Regions from separate parts of the Mus musculus genome. Here all the other regions are linked to region 6. The links are chromatin contacts, called in public HiChIP or PLAC-seq and promoter capture Hi-C maps. All regions are on one chromosome and are shown on one strand. The core of a region is the stretch at or near the end of the contact, and the rest is flanking DNA. Distances in the headings are between cores, read along the strand shown.

Region 1 (3,038 bases), core at 241-2,740, 730 kb after region 6:
ACACACCTTTATTTTTTTGTTTTGTTCTTGGCTTTGTTTGCTTGGTTTTGAAACAGGGTCTCACTATACAGTTCTGGCTAGCCTGAAACTCACTGTGTAGACCATCATGGCCTCAGACTCACAGGATTCGTGGGACTCTGGCTTCAGAGTGCTTGGATCAAAGGCTGGTTTTTGTTGTTGTCGTTTCCCTTTCTTGCAGTACTGAGCTGAGCTCAGGGCCTTGTGTGTGTATGTGTGTACATATGTATATATGTGAATATGCATATGTGTATATATGTATATACACATATATGCCAGTCAGGCTTTCTACGACTGAGCTACATTTCCACATCTCCAGCCCAGTTTTTACTTTTTACTTTTTACTTTTTTTTTTTTTTTTTTTTTGAGACAGGATTTCATTATCTCTCCCTAACTGGTCTGTAGACCAGGCCAGTCTCAAACTCTTAAGAGATCCTCCTGTTGCTGAGATAAAAGTATTATGCCCAGCTCATGAGACCCCTGCTTCCCCAAGAGACCACCAGGGCCCCCAATTCTGATGCAAATACTTGTGAGAGTCTTTATTCAAGCTCGAGCTTGGGCTACAAACCTTCCTGATGGAACAGGAAGGAGAGTGACCCCAGCTCTAGGTGAAGGGGTTTATAAAGGAAAAAAACCTGCAAGCAGGGGTTTCTTAGCCCTGGCATTACATGAAAGGGTAAAGGAATGTTGGCCTCTCAATGCTGGGGGGCATATCGCTTCAAGGACAGCAGGCAGTAGCTTTTTCCAAGTACAGCAGCTTATAGTAGAGTTTATTCTGCTACCTCAGTCCCTTCAAGAGGTGTGCACACCACTCTTGGCCTGTTTTGTTTTTTGCTTAGAGCTAGTGTTCAAATTGTCTAGGCTGGCTTTGAACCTGCCTCCCTTCCAAGTAGCAGCTGAGATTATAGGAGTTTGTAGTTACAGCTCCCTTGGCTGTTTTCTTTCTTGTTGAATAAAAGGCCACCTCACACAGTTTCTTGCACTTAGCACAGCACAGACCCTTACTGGGCACAAAATCGGGTTGGTGAAATTTAGGAGTAAGGACAGGTCCTATGCTCAGGCAAGGTACCTTCTCTTACATCTCTGTATCATAAACAGCACCAAGGCATCTGCCCTTCACATGACCCCGGCTCCTAAAAGATACTTTGTCAGCTGTCGCCAGGGAGAGAGACTGGATTTTCTCTCCGTTTATTGGTCAGCTTTGCACCTTGGCGAAGTCCTTGTTACTACCCGAGAACGAGAGGCCATTGGCCAGAACACCTCACAATGCCTTGGTAGCGCTCAGAATTCTCGTGATTGGCTGGCGACTATTCTCCAAGAGCCTATGGCCTGGAACTGAGTTCTGCTGCCTGGCTCCAGGAGTCTTTGAGTTTCTTCTGGCGCGGCTTCTCATTGGCTGTCGGTGGTACAAAGCCTTGGAGAGTGTGCACCTGATCCCGCTGGAGGGCGACAGGACCTAGAGCAAGGTCCAGAAGCTCAACGACGACGACTACGGCGGCGGCGGCGGTGGTGGTGGTGGTGGTGGTGGTGGTGGCGGGCAGCAGAGTCGAAGAAGGCCTCTTGACCAGAAGAGGACTCAGTCTTCTTTGAAGATCTGTTCTGTGTCTCTGCCCGGGTTTTTCTTGGAGCTCCGCATCTCTGCCTGGACAGAATCCTGATGGTATGGTGCGCGTTGTGCAGACCTTTTTAGGAATGGCCAAAGGAGGGATGCTTAGCTCCTGTGTCTTTGGTTACCTCCTAATTCAGTTGTATAGTCAGTCGTTTTACTAATTGGGCTTTTTGCATCCATATCTACCACACCCCCGTCCAAATTCCTACTCTTCAATGGTGCTGGAAATCTCGTATTCTCAAGAATTCGGATTGAGATCCAAACGGGATTGGTGCAGGGAAGGTGAACCCAGGAGCAAAGATGTTCTACTATCCTAACGTGCTTCAGCGCCACACAGGCTGCTTCGCCACCATCTGGTGAGCACAGGGCTGATGGCTATGCCAGGAGCCAGGTAGTGGGATCTCCCCTTGACAAGCCGTTCCTGCCCCCACCCCTCCAGGCTGGCAGCAACCCGAGGCAGCCGTTTGGTGAAGCGTGAATACCTAAATGTGAATGTGGTAAAGACCTGGTAAGATCCAGAAAAGAGGGAGGAATCGCTGGTGTGGGGCTTCTGGTTTTTGGGTGTTGCATTGATCAGGGCTTCTTGTTCTCCCAGCGAGGAAATCCTCAATTATGTGCTGGTAAGAGTGCAACCTCCGGTGGCCGGGCTGCCCCGCCCCCGCTTCTCCCTCTATCTCTCCGCCCAGCTTCAGATTGGTGTGATAAGGGTCTACTTTCAACAGTGCCAGTACCTTGTGGGTAAGGCTAGAGACTCCAGAGGTGGGCTAGAGCTGAAGGAGCCATGACTAGGTTGTTTATTTTACCGTTTTCACCCACAGAAGACATCCAGCATATCCTGGAGCACCTACATCGTGCCCAGCTGCGGATTCGCATTGATATGGAGGAGGCTGACCTGTGAGGCCCTGGGACTGAAACCATCCATACCAAGCTGCTTGGCCTCGTGCATTGTGTGTGTGTGTGTGTGTGTGTGTGTGTGTGTGTGTGTGTGTGTGTGAGAGAGAGAGAGAGAGAGAGAGAGAGAGAGAGAGAGAGAGAGAGAGGAGAGAGAGAGAGAGAGAGAGAGAGTAGGGGTAGAGGATCGGGAAGGGGGTAGGGAGAGAGGGCACTGTATGCATGTGGAGGTCAGAGAACAGCCAATAAAGTGGGCTCTCTTCCTTATGCTAGTTCAAATTCAGGGATGAAATTAGGGACTGTGGGGTTTGGTGGCATCACCTTTACCAGCCGAGCCATCCCACTCACCCTCAGTCTCTCTCCTTTACATCCCTGTTCTCGCCCAGACCTAGCTTGCTTCTTCCCAACTGCCTGGCCATGATGGAGACGCTGGAAGATGCCCCAGAACCCTTTTTTGGGAAGATGTCTGTGGATCCTAGACTTCCCAGTCCTTTTGATATTCCTCAGGTAGGGTTCACTC
Region 2 (2,748 bases), core at 200-2,699, 650 kb before region 6:
GTCCCTAGTGAGACCTCTCTCCTCCCACTGGCCAGCGAGGTCCGTGGCAAGACCCCGTCCGGCTGGATATGGTGCTGAGGGAGGAAGCATCATGTGAGAGATGCCAGTTCTGCTGCCTTCCATGAGGGCCAGTGAATCTGTAGCTGATGCGTGAAGCATCACCGCTCCCAGACTCATTAGTCATTAGCTCATCCAAAGCAAATAAATGCTTTGAGTCAGAAAGAAGATTCACATCCTAACACTGGCAACCCAACGCTCCACCTCCCCACTTGGAGAAAGGAGACTACATCCCTGTGAGATTAGAGAACCTCACGGGATCATAGAACTTCAACAGCAGACGGGAACAGGCACTTGATACTGTGCGAGACACACAGGGCATAAGTGGGTTTACTCACCCCCTAGACAGCGAGGCTGCTTCTTATCTTTATAGCCCATGCCTACTGGGCACAGCCCAGGCGCCTAATTAATTATTTACAGAATTGTACAGACAGAGGGTCCTCTAAGGTTCAAAAGACAATATGTAGCGGAACACAGTCTCAATTCAACACTTTACATCATGCAAAGCACATTCCACAATACCGGGCTGCCCACATTAGGAAAAAAAAAAATGTGTGCTCAGACTTATAAATTCAAAATTAAGTAAGTAAAATATTTCTGTCTAGTCTGACAGAAATTCTCATTTTTTTCTTTCTCACTAAAGTTCTTATTCAAGGTAAAGGACCACACATACCCAGGGGAAAAAAAAATTTTTTTTTTTTTTAATTAGCTATCGTCTTATACTGGCTAGTTCTCATGTCAGTTTGACAGTCTGGAATCATTTGGGAAAAGGGATGTCAATTGAAAAAAGTCCCCCTCAGATTGATGGGCAAGCCTGTGGGGGCATTTTCTTAGTAACTGATGAGGGAAAGCCCAACCCATTGTAGGTGGTGCCACCCTGAGCAAGCTGGCCCTGCTATAAGAAAGCAGGCTGAGCAAGGTATTGTAAGGCAGCAGGCAGCTTTCACCCCTGGTTTGAGCATCAGCTCCTGCCTTGCATTCCTGCCCCGACTTCCCCGATTCCCCGACTGATGGATTTCAGCTGTAAACTGAAACAAACCCTTTCCTCCCATGGGGCTTCCACCCCCCACCCCACCCCATGGCGTTTTATCACAGCAATGAAAACCCTAAGATAAATCTTAAGTCATGAGGCACCCAAACACTAGCCTAGACTTCCAGTCCACAACCCACCAGAACTACAACTGAGCTAGTAGCTTCCAGGTGCTGGAAACTAGCTGATGCTGGCTGGCTTGCTGACTTTCCCAAAGAAGGGAACAAATCTCTGTCACTTCCCCCAAGTATGTTCCAACAATCATAACAAGAGCGCTTTGTGGGCCAAGATCACAGACGTGATCAAAGAGCAGAGGTGCAGGCTGCCGGGAGAGGAAGCAGGAGGAACATTTGCATGCCGTGGTGACAGGAAGTGTGTAGGCAGAGGGTGCAAAGGGCTGTTTCCCACCACTGCCGAGCAAGGAACAATGTACAGTAGTTGTGGTAAATGGCTTGCAGCCCCACAGATTGAACACAGGAAATAAAAATAACCCCCCCCCCCACACACACACACAGAGGAGGTGTGAGCTGGAAGCTGCAGGAAACAGCAGGACATCCATCCCTCAGCCCATACAGTACCTGAGTCAGCAAAACCAACCCCTCCGCCCGGGGAGCCTTGTGGAAGGCCCTTCCCTAGTTGAGGAATAACCCACGGTTAGCCTCTCTGTGCGTATGGAACTGAGAGCCACAGAGCAAGCTAACTAAAGTCTACAGCAAGCCTATGGTGCATTTTCAAATTTGAACTCAAGACCCCTGAAAGTAGTTTGTACTGTTGTAAACGGTACAAACTCACAACAAGCTACGCCTGCCGCCAAGGCTAGTCCAAGGGGAAAATCACAACCCCGAGACAAAAGCAGATCTGCGCCTGGAAACTAGTACCCGGCCCAGGTGGCTCTAAGCCACTGCGAGAAATGTAAATCTTCACGCGTACTGTTGTGACGTCTTCCTTTGCTCTTAAAGTCCGATTGCTTTTCATATCTGAAATATCTGCTTATTGAATCCAAAGTAAACCTCATCCACTTCTCCGGGGAAAGCTGCAGGATGTCTGCACGAGTGTCGAGCACACTGATCGCTCAGCCATCCTAGTGAACTTCTCCTCAGTGCTAGGCCTTGGCCCACAGGACCCCTGCCAGGTTTTGTCATTATATTGAACCCAACCATTCCTAAAAGGCTTGTTAACTCACTCTGGAGTATGTCTAGCTAAGCAAAGAGCTAATAAAGAATGGAGAGGCTCAAGCTCTGTTAAGCTTCCGGGTAGTTGCAGGATACACCCAGAGCTGGAAATGCGGGCATCTCAGACTTCCGGGTGCACACCACCACCTGGCACCGTGTTAAAATGCAAAGCTTTGCTTCTGTCGCTTGGGGGTAAGGCCTGGGAGTCTCCTTTTCCAACAGCTCCAACAGTGGCCAGTACCACTAATGGCCGACTACCCACTGAATGGCAAGCCTCAATCATCCAGGATAGGGGTAGTCAGCTACACCCGAGACTGATTTGATCCAGTGTGACCCGGGCAACAGAAGCGTGAGTTCCTCAGCCTATGGCAGCGTGCAGTCCTATGGGAGGGCTTCTGGAGCACGGGTCATTTGGTAATCAGCTTCAGGGGAACACGACAGGGCTGTTCCCCATATATGGCAAACTTACTGCTCCTGAGAGACACAGAG
Region 3 (2,800 bases), core at 202-2,701, 630 kb after region 6:
AACGTTTTTTTAAAAATCCTTTATTTTTATCTCATGTGCTTGGGTATCGTGCCTGTATGTATGTCTGTGCATGTAGTACCCACAGTGGCAAAAAGAGGACATTGGCGTCCTTAGGACTGCAGTTACAAGTGGTTGTGAGCAGCCATGTGGGTGGTGGGAGTTGATCCCAGGTTCTGGAAGAGCAACCAGCCCTCCTAACTGCTGAGCCCTCTCCCCAGCCCTGCCAGTGGATACTCCTAAATGAAAAGCCTCCACAATAGAGTGGCTTATACAGAACAGGTCTCTACAACATGAAAAGAAAATACTGTATTTATGTTAGCCATTTCTGGTATGGCCTAACAAATATGATCTTAAAAGTCAGGAACTCCCTCCAAACCTCTTTTGACATCCTGGATGCCTTCCTTGAAGTTCAGATTGCTTTATTCCTGCATTATGCCTCCATTTTACCCTGAACATAACTATGTGTTATAGTTAACAGCATTCATATTATCTTAACATTTCCGTGTGGGTCCTTCTATTTCATACATCTCTTCCTCCTCAGGCACAAGAGCTATCCTGACTAAGCCCCGGTACCTGACCAGTCTCTGGCACTCAGGAGGTAGTTAATACATAAGCAGTTTAAGGGACAGGGATGGCCGGCGTCCTAGTGAACACATCTGAGTATCCCCCACATCACCACGCCCAAATGTCTCCCCAGTGGCATTAGCAGTCCAGAAACTGCTCAGTTCCCCTGGGCTCTCTGTGAGTGACTAACTTCTGTTTCCTTAAGCTTTGTGCCTGACCCAGCCCCTCCCACAAAGATGTGGCCATAATGGTTGGATCTGGGGGGCGGGGGTGGGGCAGACCATCGGGTCTATCATGGTGATGTCCAGTCAATACGCGGGCTGTATGCTTACGATGAGATCCCATGTGGGGCCATTATGTTCGTGGTCCTCATTTCCCTACAAAAGGATAACTCGGGAACCGGATGCCATTTCCTGAGATTCAGTGTGGTGCATGATGGTTTTTTTTAAGGAGTATATGGATATCAACATTCTGTTGTATCCCAGGTTAGTGAGAGTAGGTGTCTGTGTGTGTGTCACAAGTACAGCCGAGTGTTCTTTTCTATGTAGCTACAAATATCCTTAACAAGTGTAGTACTGTTGAAAGTACTGTGAGAGTGTGTTTCCCAGTGCGCATCAGTGGGGCTATAACTGTCATGGTGTCACCGTGAGTTTATGTACTGGCGCCTGCGAGTGTCAAGATATGTGTGAGCCTGTGAGTCGTGGGTGCCGTGCGTCGCATCCTTCCTCCGTGTGGATGTGGATGTGTGTGTGTGTGTGTGTGTGTGTGTGTGTGTGTGTGTGTGCGCGTGCACGCACGTACCACTGCAATGTGTGTGTTTCTGTGATGCTGGGTGTGGGTGTGATGTGAAGGAGATGTATGTCACTGTGTCTGCGGGGGGGTCCTGCTTTGGGCCTGCCCCCAGCCCGCCCTCCTCCCTAGTACTGTGGCTCCCTCCCAGGCAGTGTCCCTGTCCCTCCCCTCTCCTTCCTCCCAGCCAGTCTGTGCAGGGGGGGGGGAGCTGGTGCTGCGGCCCCCCTCCTCCCCATCCAGGCCCCATAAATAGCAGCAGAACCGAGCCGGAGCTGGCGCCAGCGGCTGGAGCAGCGAGGAAGTCAGGGGCAGGGCGGAAGACTGCAGACTGGAGAGAGGAGACCCCCACTAAGAGCCCAGGTGAGCCCATCCTTCCTTCCTAATCCAGCCTGAGTCCTGCCTTCCCTGGCCCAGTCTCCATAACAACATCTCCTCTAGCTCTCAGAGAAGTCACCAGCCACCCCTACCTGATCCCCTCTCCACCACATGCCCCTGCCTACCTCACGGGCTCCACGTTAACTGAGACTTGTGGCTGGAAGTCACTGAGAGCCGCAGCCCAGACCCTCCCTCGCATATCTATAAAGCTTTATCATCATTTGGGAGGCTGGCTGGTAACCAGCCAGGGAACGGTCCTGGTTCTGACAGAGACACGGGACTGTCACACCCTCCTGGAGAGGGACACAGGACAGAGGGGGACAGACAGAGGGTGGGGTACTCAGGCACACCAGTGGACACTCACTCAGGAAGCATGGCATGGATCAGATAGCTTCACCCTGAGATCTGGACAGGCACAGAGAGCTGGGCTGTCCAGCCATGAACTCGGGGCCGGCATACCCCTGTCTGCTGCTGCCTGAGGCTTGGTGACTCTGCTGGGGGAGGGTGGTGCGCATGCATCCCACGGGCAGCATGGTGGGGGCCATGGCTCCCCCAAAACCCTGTCGCTAAGAGACAGTGCCTGTGTTGCCAAGAAGTGTGAGAACAGGGGAGGTGGGGAGGACTGTGGGCTTGTCAAGCACCCGAGGAGCTCACAACAGAGCCCGAGTCCTGATTCTCCCTCCCCAAGCCCACCACCTATCTCTCCTATCAGCCAACCAGACAGTGAGTAGGGGACTCTAAGACAGCAGGGCAGTTTTACACAGACCTTTCCACTGCCAACCTGTCTCCTCCTGTCCACTGCAGACTCCTTCCCTGAGGCCCACCCTCTTCAGACCTCCAGGGCATCCCCACCCTCTTCCCCACCCCCTTGCCCTAGTTTGGTTCCCTGGTGCCAAGACTGAGTGCAGCACTGGCTCATAGACCAGTCGGGAAATAGCAGAAGGTGCTGAGACAGCAGTAAGCAGAAATCAATCGATGGCCTAGGAGCCGAGGCTGCCAGGAACCCACTTCTATCCCAGTCCTCCAGTCTTTTCCAGCCCCATCCATGACACCTAGGCTGGCAGAGTGA
Region 4 (3,046 bases), core at 405-2,904, 680 kb after region 6:
TTGTAGGAGTCCATTCTCTCTCAAGTCATAAGACTTAGTAGTAGCTGGGCATGGTGGCACACGCCTTTAATGCCGGCACTTGGGAGGCAGAGGCAGGTGGATTTCTGAGGTCGAGGCCAGCCTGGACTACAGAGTGAGTTCCAGGACAGCCAGGGATTTACAGAGAAACCCAGTCTCGAAAAACAAACAAACAAACAAAAACAAAAACCCCAGACTTCCTAGTAAGCACCATTACCTAGCAAACACCCTTACCTGCTGAAGCATCTCACTATCTCACTGGCCCAAACTTGGTTATTTTTTTTAAAAGATTTATTTATTATTATATCTAAGTACACTGTAGCTGTCTTCAGATGCACCAGAAGAGGGCGTCAGATCTCATTACAGATGGTTGTGAGCCTCCATGTGGTTGCTGGGATTTGAACTCAGGACCTTCAGCAGAGCAGTCGGTGCTCTTAACCACTGAGCCATCTCTCCAGCCCTCGGTTATTTTTATTTTATGAAGAACTGCAGCAACATTGGGTTTTTGTTGTTGTTTGGTGTGTATGTGTGTGTGTGTGTGTGTGTTCAATGTATACACTGAACCCAGTATATACAGAATGCCAAGCAAGCACTCTCCCATAGAGACATATTCCTAACCCACTAAAAAATTCATTTCAGTGGCTACCAGGTATTTTTATAACTGTACAAAACTGACCATAATTTATTTAACCAACCTCTTATTGTATATTTGGATTTCTTTTATTTCCAGTATCCCACTATTATCAGTGATTGTTAAGCAGAACATACATTTTTATGTAGGTCCAAGTTTGATTACAGATAGCAGTATCACTAGGTCACAGTTTAGGGCTATGAGGGCTGGCTAGGACTGGTTAAAAAGATAAAGCATCTCTCAGATTAGACATTCTGAAAGGGTGTACCAGTAGAAATAAGGCACTTCTAGGCACATTTGATTGGCAGACAAAATTTTCGAATGAAGTAAAAAGACAATCAGGTTGGGAAGTCTGTATTTGAAGTAATAAAAAAACGAAAAAACAGTCAGCTCTTAAGAACGAAATACTTTTAAGAGTAGACTTGAGCAGATCAAGGAGTGGAAGAAGTCTGAAATGTGGAAAAACAGCCACTGTGAAAATAACCTCAAGTAATCAGTTAAAAAATATCTACAGAACTTGTAAGAACTAGAAGAGTAATAAGGAAGGAAAAATACTAAAATTATTACAGACTTTCCAGGCCAAATAACCCAAATACCTAGGAATCCTGAAAGTTCCGTGTATGTTTGAAATACCTGTCCACATAATTAATGGAGACCAGCCAAAGAACAAAATGCTGGGCGCTTGTTTACAGTTAAGAATTTTAAGGCAGTGACAACCTGCGTGGATCGGGAGAAAATGTTGGGGTCTCCGGCCTAGAGACCAGGAAACCTGACACAGAACCTGTCACATGCTCGCCCCGGGAGCTGAGGTGTCCTCGCGATGGCCCACCTCTGGGCCAAGGCCGACATCGCCCGCCTCTCTGGCCTAGGAAACCATCCCAGACAAGGTAGGGTTGGCCTTGGACTCACCCTAGTTACTCATAAACCAACGGGAGGTGGCGAGCGACAGAAGCCTAGGGACGGTCGGCAAAGCCCAGACCCAAGGGGCGCGTGCGCACTAAGGCAACCGGAAAGGCTCCGGGGACGGCCGCGGCACTTAGGGAGCGTATGCAAAGACCAAGAAAGGAAGCCAGGGGTCGTCAGACAAGACCCCCGCTGGTAAGCGTGTACACAGCAGGGTGGAGAGGCCCAGGTCCCACCAGTGAGGACTGCTTTCGACAGGCCGCTAGCGCTACAGCCAGGGGAAAACGGTTGAACTGGGGTTGCTGGGAGCTGAGGGAATAGGAGCGATTGGGCACGCAGTAAAAAACAAACAAACAAACAAACCACTCGAGGCCAAGCGACCTTAAGGGACCACCTCGCAGACTTGATGTCTAGTTCCGCTACGTCTAATGCAGGTCGCAGCCAATTCCAGTCCGCTACGACTAAACGCCCCTCTTGGGTTGAGCAAGTTCCCCAGCCCACCTATCAATCACAGGTCTCAGCTATCCAATCAGAGGGCCGAGGGGGAGGGACTGCTTGGAGCGTCGAGTGACGTCAGCAGGCCTGGCCGCCAGAAGCGTGACGGACGAGGCTCGCGACTGAGGAGCTGTTAGCCGGCGCCGCAGCGATAGTCGCTGTAAACAGGGCCTCGCCCCTGCGGGTCCTGCGACAGCTCCTGGCTGGTGGGTGGTCTCGCGTGGGGCGGTAACCGCCAGACGCCGGGGGGAGGTGCTTCTCCATTTTCCCTCCCCCTGTTGTACACACCCCCGGCGCACCACGTGGGCGTGAAGCTAAACTGGAGGGGGTGTTAGGCTGACTTCTAACCTCATTGGCTGTTGATGCTGCCGGCCCGTGCAAGAAATTGCTCTGATTGGTCAGTAGAGGGAGGCGTGGGGGGGGTCTGAGTTCTAACGCCTCTGGTTGGTTGTGTGAGATAAGCTAGTGAAATGCGTTCTTCCGCAAGGGGTTTTGATTGGTCAGTCGGAGAGGTTATCTGGGATTCAGCCATCCCGGGCCGGGGACTTTGATAGGTGAGTTTGGTTAGGAAAATGGGAAATTCCTCTTCGTGGACTCTGATTAGTACGGTAGGGTTGCACCCTAGGTTTCATATGGCTTTCTTTGCTTCACAGGATTGAGAAAGGTTTATGTTCCCGATACCCTGGGAGCTGTCATAGCTAAAGAGAAGGAAATCTCAGTCTCCTGGAGGGGTCACCCCTCTAAAGATAGCTTCTGCCCCGTTTCTGGAAACCCTGGTATTTCTACAGCAGGCTTTGCTTTCACCAAACCCAAGTTGGAGACAGGAGCAGCCCCTGCGCAAGACATAAGGATGCTGTAACCAGAAGATGGGATCACGGAACAGCAGCAGCGCCGGATCCGGGTCCTTAGAACCCTCTGAGGGCTTGTCCCGAAGAGGGACTGGCCTGCGTCGTAGTGAGGAAGAGGAAGAAGAGGATGAAGATGTGGATCTGGCCCAGG
Region 5 (2,907 bases), core at 332-2,831, 520 kb before region 6:
AGATAGATAGATAGATAGATAGATAGATAGACAGACAGACATTTAGGCATGCATATATGAGTGTTGTGCTTGCTTATATGTATTTGTACCACACACTTGCCTAGTATCCATAGAGACAGACAAAGGTGTCAGAACTCTTGGAACTGGAGGTGTATGTGGTTGTGAGCTGCTATGTACATACATAAGAATATGTGCACGCACACACACACACACACACACACACTCTCTCTCTCTCTCTCTCTCTCTCTCTCTCTCTCTCTCTCTCTCCAAAATAAAAGTCGCAAATTTCGGGGTTGGATATGGCTCAGCGGTTAAGACTATTTGCTGCACCATGGTGAATACCAGAGTTCAGATCCCAACACTTATGCAACAAACACCTCTAACTCCATCCCTCTTCTGGCCTCCGAGAATGTACACTCATACAACACACGACATCTATGAAATAAATAAGTTTTTATTCCTCCAAAGTATCTAGTAGCATATGAAGAAGTATATGTGATCAACCCCCTCCTTCCTGAGCAGTAATTTATTTTTCACATTACTTTTTTTTTTTAAGATAAGGTCTCCATTTTTAACCCTGGCTGGCCTTGAACTCACCACTTACCTGAGTCAGCTTCCTCTTCAGTGCTGGGATCACAGGCGTGCAGCACCATACCCACCTTATTTCAATTTATGCTTTAGGGAAGCTTTTAGTTTCAAAAAATACACAACAAAATCTACAAATAGATAGTAACAATCTTGAGACAACAGATCCAAGACATCAAGTTCAACTTTCATCTTTAGTTTCCTCGGTTATTTCCCGGAAACTGCCTTCCCTATAGCTTTGTCAGATTCCAGGCTACTTTCAAATTTCATTGGATCTGTAATTACAATATTACCTTGCAGTAAGAAAAAACCCACGCCAAGCACAGATGTAAAAGCTATTGTTTTCGCCTTTCTGGTTTGCCTGTTTGTGGGGTTAATTCTAGTTTGAGATTTTGTTTATTCATTATCTTCTTGTGACAGGCAGGGTCTCTCTGCAGTCCTGGCTAGCCTTAAACACAATAGGTAACCAAGATTCACCTCGAATTTTAGGCAATCCTCCTGCCTCCGCCTCCCAAATGCTGGGATTATAGATTTGAGGCACTATTCCAAGAGTAAAGGCCATTTTTAATCCAAGAATTATTTTAACCCAGGGAACAATTACAGTTTGGGAAATGGAAGGGAAAACAGGAAATATGCTATGTTTACACTGCCACTTAACAGCGCATCCTGTCTCTTAGTTTCTTTTCTTTTTTTTTTTTTTTTTTTTTTTTTTTTTTGATTTTCGAGACAGGGTTTCTCTGTATAGTCCTGGCTGTTGTCCTGGAACTCACTTTGTAGACCAAGCTGGCCTCGAACTCAGAAATCCGCCTGCCTCTGTCTCTTAGTTTCAATCTCTGCGGAATCTTGACTTTTTTAAACCACTTCAAATACCATCGCCTGTCTTCATTCTCCCTCACTACCTGATCTGTGACGTCAGGTCTGACTGCCTGCCCATTTCCAAAATGGCCTCCCCCGCAGCGTCAAAGTTCTGAGTGCGCGTGCGCGAGAGTAAGTTCCCTCTTCCCGGCAAGATGGCGAGGAATTTAGTGTGCGGTCGCTGGCAGCTTCTGCGACTCCTACGACCCCAGCGTTCGGTAAGGTTCCGTCCAAAGCGCGGGGATGCTGCCTTGTCCTTGTCACCTGAGCTGAGGTCACGAGCAGATGCTGACCTGGTCACTGCGACCTGCGAGTCATGACCTCCGGTCGCGTGAGGGCACCACCGGGTTACGTCCCGGGGTTGGTGGCCTGGTTTCTCTGTAGCTGTTTGGAAACTGCCTGCGACCCTGAGCCGTGACCTCTGGGCCCCGTCCCCGGGCTTCGGTAACAGGATGCGGGAGACCCTAACCGGAGCTGCACCCTGCACGCTCCAGTGCATGGCTTCGGGGCCTGTAGTCTGTGCGAGCAGAGTTGCAGCGCCCCACTGCTGCAACCGCAGGCTGTCTGCGGGAGAGGCGGGTCGGCTGGGACTCAAGGCCTTCCCTTCCTTTCACATGGTCAGTACCATAGCGTCGCAGTGTCCCTGAGACCGCTGGCCGCCGAGCTCCTCGCAGCCCGCCGGGGTAACGGGCGGCCACCCTGTGCTCTTCTCGCCGTCTTCACTCCTCGCTGCATCAGTACATCTGCCACCCTCTTTGCAGAAGCCCAGGTAAGAGGTTCCCGCTGAGGAAAGGAGCACGACTTCTTGGCCCCTTTCTTTTGGTTCTGTGTTGTTTTGTTTGTTTTGTTTTGCGGGAGACAGTGAATGTGTAGCAGAGTTCTCACACTCCTCCTAAGTTCCTCCTAATATTAACCTGTTTGGAGTAGAAGTAGATTCTCATCTCAGGCAACTCAGTGAGGAAATGCCTAAAAGTGCTGAGAAATTTGTAGGGCAGGCAAAATGACCCTGCTGTACAAAAGCTCTTGCTATTGCAACCCTGGTAAACCGAGTGCCAACCCTGGAACCCAAGTAAAGGTGGAGCAGGTTGTGGCACAATCCTAGTAACCCCAGCACTTGGGAGGCAGAGATGGATAGATCTCTGAATTCAAAACCAGCCTGGTCAACATAGAGCTGTGTAGTGTGACCTTGTCTCAAAAATGAAAAAAAATAAATAAATAAATAATGAAGGAAGAAGGCGCCACACAAAGTTCATCTCTGACTTCCACACATGCTGTGGCATGCATGCCTACATACATCACACACACAAGATAAAAAAAAATTAAGCCTGGCGGTTGGTGGCGCACGCCTTTAGTCCCAGCACTTGAGAGGCAGAGGCAGGTGGATTTCTGAGTTCGAGGCCAGCCTGGTCTACAAAGTGAGTTCCAGGACAGCCAGGGCTACACAGAGAAACCCTGTCTCTAAAAACA
Region 6 (2,716 bases), core at 175-2,674:
TGGGAGAAGCAAGGGGAAGTAACAAGAAAGAACTGAAGGAAAGAAGCATAATTGGGTTGCCTCTTTCTGGCCTTAACTGGAGTTCCAGAGCTGAAGAAATGGCAACCTTCAGGAGTCCTGGGTGGGGGGAGAGGTGGGAGGATCAGCACACTGATGAGTGCCCTCCTGTGGATCTGCTGTAGTCAGAAAGCTTCTTGCCCTGGAAACTTGCTCTACAGAAAGATATTATCACATGCTGGATAGTGGTGCCTCGGGCCTTTAATCCCATAGTGTCTGAGGCAGAGGCAGGCCAATCCCTGTGAGATCGAGGCCAGCCTGCTCTATAGAAGTGAGTTCCAGGGCAGCCAGGGCTACACAGAGAAGAAACCATGTTTCAAAATACACACACACTCGGTTTTTATATATACATATTTTTACATATATATATATACATAAATGCACATATAAATAGATATATGTATATTATATATACATATATGTGTATATTATAAATATGTATATGGAATATATAAAAATATAAAAATATTTACATATACTATACTGATATACTTTATATTTATATGTATATTGATACATTTATAAATTATATATAACATATATATTTATACTTATAAACATATTTATATTGTATGTGTATATATAAAAGCACATATTTATATAAACATATGTGTATGGATAAATGTATATATAATCCATGTATATGTGAATGTAGATATTCACATGTAAATTATAGATATATGTAATCTGTAAAACAGGTATTAACCCAACATTGGTAACCTGTATTTAGAGAGGGTGTGTAAGATTAGTAAGCTTGTATCAATTTGTGCCTTTTATTGTTTGATTTTTGTTTTAAATAGTAAGAATTAACTCCTGTGGTGGGTAACAAATGAAAAGAAAATCAATCTGATTACAAAAGATGAAGATTGCTTGTGGACACTGTAAACCAAGGCCTGACACCTTGATACCTAGCTGAAACTCCAGCCAAGGAAGAGCCCACTGCATTAAAGGTCCTGAGGGGAAGTATTTTTGTGTTTAGTGTTTCTACTAGCCCCACAAGGGCAAGAGGTTGTTCCCAGCTTAATAGGAACTGCTCTGCTTTTCCTAGGCACGCAATCCAAGCTGGAAAGTTCAACAAGTGCGTGAACAGAAGAGACCTTCCGGAAATGCTGAATTTGCACTGAGCTGCTGAGGCCCGGTGTGTTTCTCTGGGGACACTGCGGGCTTCGCAGGCAGCCGGCACAGGTCACTATGGCCTCTGAACAGCCCTTCAATGGCCCTCTCTTCCTGGAGTTGTGGCTCTTCCCAGCCCTGCCTCCCAGCCCCGCCCCTCTCTCTGGACGCATCTCTGTGTCCCATCATCACCCGGCGCCGGGCCCTCCCTCCCTGCCCTCCCCTCCTCCCTCCTTCCTTCCTTCCCTTCCTCCCTTTCTCCCTCCCTCCCTCCCTCCCTCCCAGCTCCTCCACCAGGAAACAACCGGATTCCGGATCCCGGCTGCGGCCTGACCCGTGAGATTCCTTAACCTGGCTGGCGGGCGGGGTTGGAGACCAGCTAAGGGTGGGGGAATGGGAGGAGCTGGGCCTTTGGGCTGCTCTTGGGGGTACCGGGAATAGAGATGGTGTCGGCAGGAAGCCCGTGGTCCCGGGTTTCCCAAGAGGGCAGTCATTAAACACGGAATCGGTCCCACAGCTGGCAAAGCTTTGGAGGTAGGGGCCCAGTCCCAGGCGCTGCAGTTCCAGTTCTTTCCGGGCCAGACCCAGGCCTTTCCCACCTAGTTCTCTCTCCCTCCCCTTTTCAGGGCTCCACTCTAGCCGGGAGGATGAAAGGCCTCAGCTGGGGGCTCCCTGCCACCAGCACTGGGTCCTAAGAGCTGCCATCCAGGCTGGGTAAGTGTCCTCTTCCTTTCTGCCCCATTACAGCCCTTGGCTTTTCCCATCTTCCTATTCAGCCCCTGTCTCCTCCCTATCTTGTGCCTCTGCCAACATCTTCGCATCATGCTCCTGGGGAGGTCTTAAGCCCCTTCCTATAGCCAAAAAGGGGTGTGTGTGTGTGTGTGTGTGTGTGTGTGTGTGTGTGTGTGTGTGTGTGTGTGTATAGAGGTGGCATACAGCTGGTGCTGTCGTATGAAAGGAATCTGAAGTAGTCTAAAAATAAGATTTCCTGTTGCACACTTAATTTGACATGTTATACGTGGCCAGCTGCTTATGCTCTGAACCTCCCCATGACTTAAATCCGTTGCTCTTTCTTGGCCCTGCCCAGTGCCTCTGAGCATTTCACCTATCTCAGGAGCTTGATCAAATAGGAAATGTCCCTTCTTGCTCTCTGTCAATAATTTCCTTATATTTATGTCAGTCTGTCATCCTTGCCCCTTTCAGCCGCCCGGATGGCGACCCCAGCCTCAACCCCAGACACACGGGCTCTAGTGGCTGACTTTGTAGGCTATAAGCTGAGGCAGAAGGGTTATGTCTGTGGAGCTGGCCCTGGGGAAGGCCCAGCCGCCGACCCGCTGCACCAAGCCATGCGGGCTGCTGGAGACGAGTTTGAGACCCGTTTCCGCCGCACCTTCTCTGACCTGGCCGCTCAGCTACACGTGACCCCAGGCTCAGCCCAGCAACGCTTCACCCAGGTTTCCGACGAACTTTTCCAAGGGGGCCCTAACTGGGGCCGTCTTGTGGCATTCTTTGTCTTTGGGGCTGCCCTGTGTGCTGAGAGTGTCAA

The links. Promoter capture Hi-C pulls out the DNA fragments that hold promoters and counts their contacts. HiChIP or PLAC-seq counts read pairs in DNA pulled down with a chosen protein or histone mark.
Region 1: a contact with region 6 is called in a promoter capture Hi-C map of liver, with 2.2 times the contacts expected there. The contact joins the promoter of Rec8 here to the promoter of Bcl2l2 in region 6. A contact is called at or near these places in 8 of 39 promoter capture datasets (the 3T3-L1 cell line, cranial neural crest, embryonic stem cells and 4 more), 5 of 115 datasets of contacts at active chromatin or transcription factors (bone marrow-derived macrophages, embryonic forebrain, embryonic stem cells and 2 more) and 1 of 9 other capture datasets (embryonic stem cells).
Region 2: a FOXA1 HiChIP or PLAC-seq map of pancreatic cancer cells shows a contact between it and region 6. The contact joins the enhancer-like site here to the promoter of Bcl2l2 in region 6. A contact is called at or near these places in 2 of 39 promoter capture datasets (the 3T3-L1 cell line and pre-B cells), 3 of 484 Hi-C or Micro-C datasets (CD4 T cells, embryonic stem cells and erythroblasts), 3 of 115 datasets of contacts at active chromatin or transcription factors (double positive thymocytes, neural tube and pancreatic cancer cells) and 1 of 9 other capture datasets (liver).
Region 3: a contact with region 6 is called in a promoter capture Hi-C map of hippocampal neurons, with 4 times the contacts expected there. The contact joins the promoter of Cpne6 here to the promoter of Bcl2l2 in region 6. A contact is called at or near these places in 7 of 39 promoter capture datasets (the C10 cell line, cranial neural crest, embryonic stem cells and 4 more), 2 of 484 Hi-C or Micro-C datasets (embryonic stem cells and neurons) and 1 of 115 datasets of contacts at active chromatin or transcription factors (bone marrow-derived macrophages).
Region 4: a promoter capture Hi-C map of liver shows a contact between it and region 6, with 6 times the contacts expected there. The contact joins the promoter of Dcaf11 here to the promoter of Bcl2l2 in region 6. A contact is called at or near these places in 14 of 39 promoter capture datasets (the 3T3-L1 cell line, the C10 cell line, the HPC-7 cell line and 9 more), 1 of 484 Hi-C or Micro-C datasets (rod photoreceptor), 8 of 115 datasets of contacts at active chromatin or transcription factors (bone marrow-derived macrophages, embryonic stem cells, memory CD8 T cells and 2 more) and 3 of 9 other capture datasets (adipose tissue, embryonic stem cells and macrophages).
Region 5: a contact with region 6 is called in a promoter capture Hi-C map of liver, with 2.6 times the contacts expected there. The contact joins the promoter of Oxa1l here to the promoter of Bcl2l2 in region 6. A contact is called at or near these places in 2 of 39 promoter capture datasets (liver and pre-B cells) and 2 of 484 Hi-C or Micro-C datasets (CD4 T cells and neutrophils).

What each region holds. Positions count from the first base shown.
Region 1 is chr14:55,616,676-55,619,713 of GRCm38.p6, forward strand. It overlaps Rec8 (REC8 meiotic recombination protein), which reads left to right and starts at 1,491. Exons shown (of 20, transcript NM_020002.3): 1 at 1,491-1,678; 2 at 1,871-1,983; 3 at 2,067-2,135; 4 at 2,223-2,365; 5 at 2,446-2,521; 6 at 2,905-3,025. The coding sequence starts at 1,928.
Region 2 is chr14:54,232,017-54,234,764 of GRCm38.p6, forward strand. No RefSeq gene overlaps it. Among named protein-coding and RNA genes, the nearest start is that of Dad1, 21 kb to the right of the region's middle. Within about 2 kb of position 1,450, at least 138 of the 459 cell types and tissues checked have an H3K27ac peak or open chromatin away from gene starts, as enhancers often do. A contact at or near this core is called in double positive thymocytes, embryonic stem cells, pancreatic cancer cells and 1 more, where this site is marked.
Region 3 is chr14:55,508,994-55,511,793 of GRCm38.p6, forward strand. Cpne6 (copine VI) reads left to right here and starts at 1,452. Exons shown (of 17, transcript NM_001360193.1): 1 at 1,452-1,716.
Region 4 is chr14:55,558,375-55,561,420 of GRCm38.p6, forward strand. It overlaps Dcaf11 (DDB1 and CUL4 associated factor 11), which reads left to right and starts at 1,655. Exons shown (of 15, transcript NM_133734.3): 1 at 1,655-1,747; 2 at 2,836-3,046. The coding sequence starts at 2,914.
Region 5 is chr14:54,359,260-54,362,166 of GRCm38.p6, forward strand. Oxa1l (oxidase assembly 1-like) reads left to right here and starts at 1,582. Exons shown (of 10, transcript NM_026936.3): 1 at 1,582-1,658; 2 at 2,063-2,209. The coding sequence starts at 1,596.
Region 6 is chr14:54,882,001-54,884,716 of GRCm38.p6, forward strand. It overlaps Bcl2l2 (BCL2-like 2), which reads left to right and starts at 1,425. Exons shown (of 4, transcript NM_007537.1): 1 at 1,425-1,506; 2 at 1,797-1,884; 3 at 2,374-2,716. The coding sequence starts at 2,382.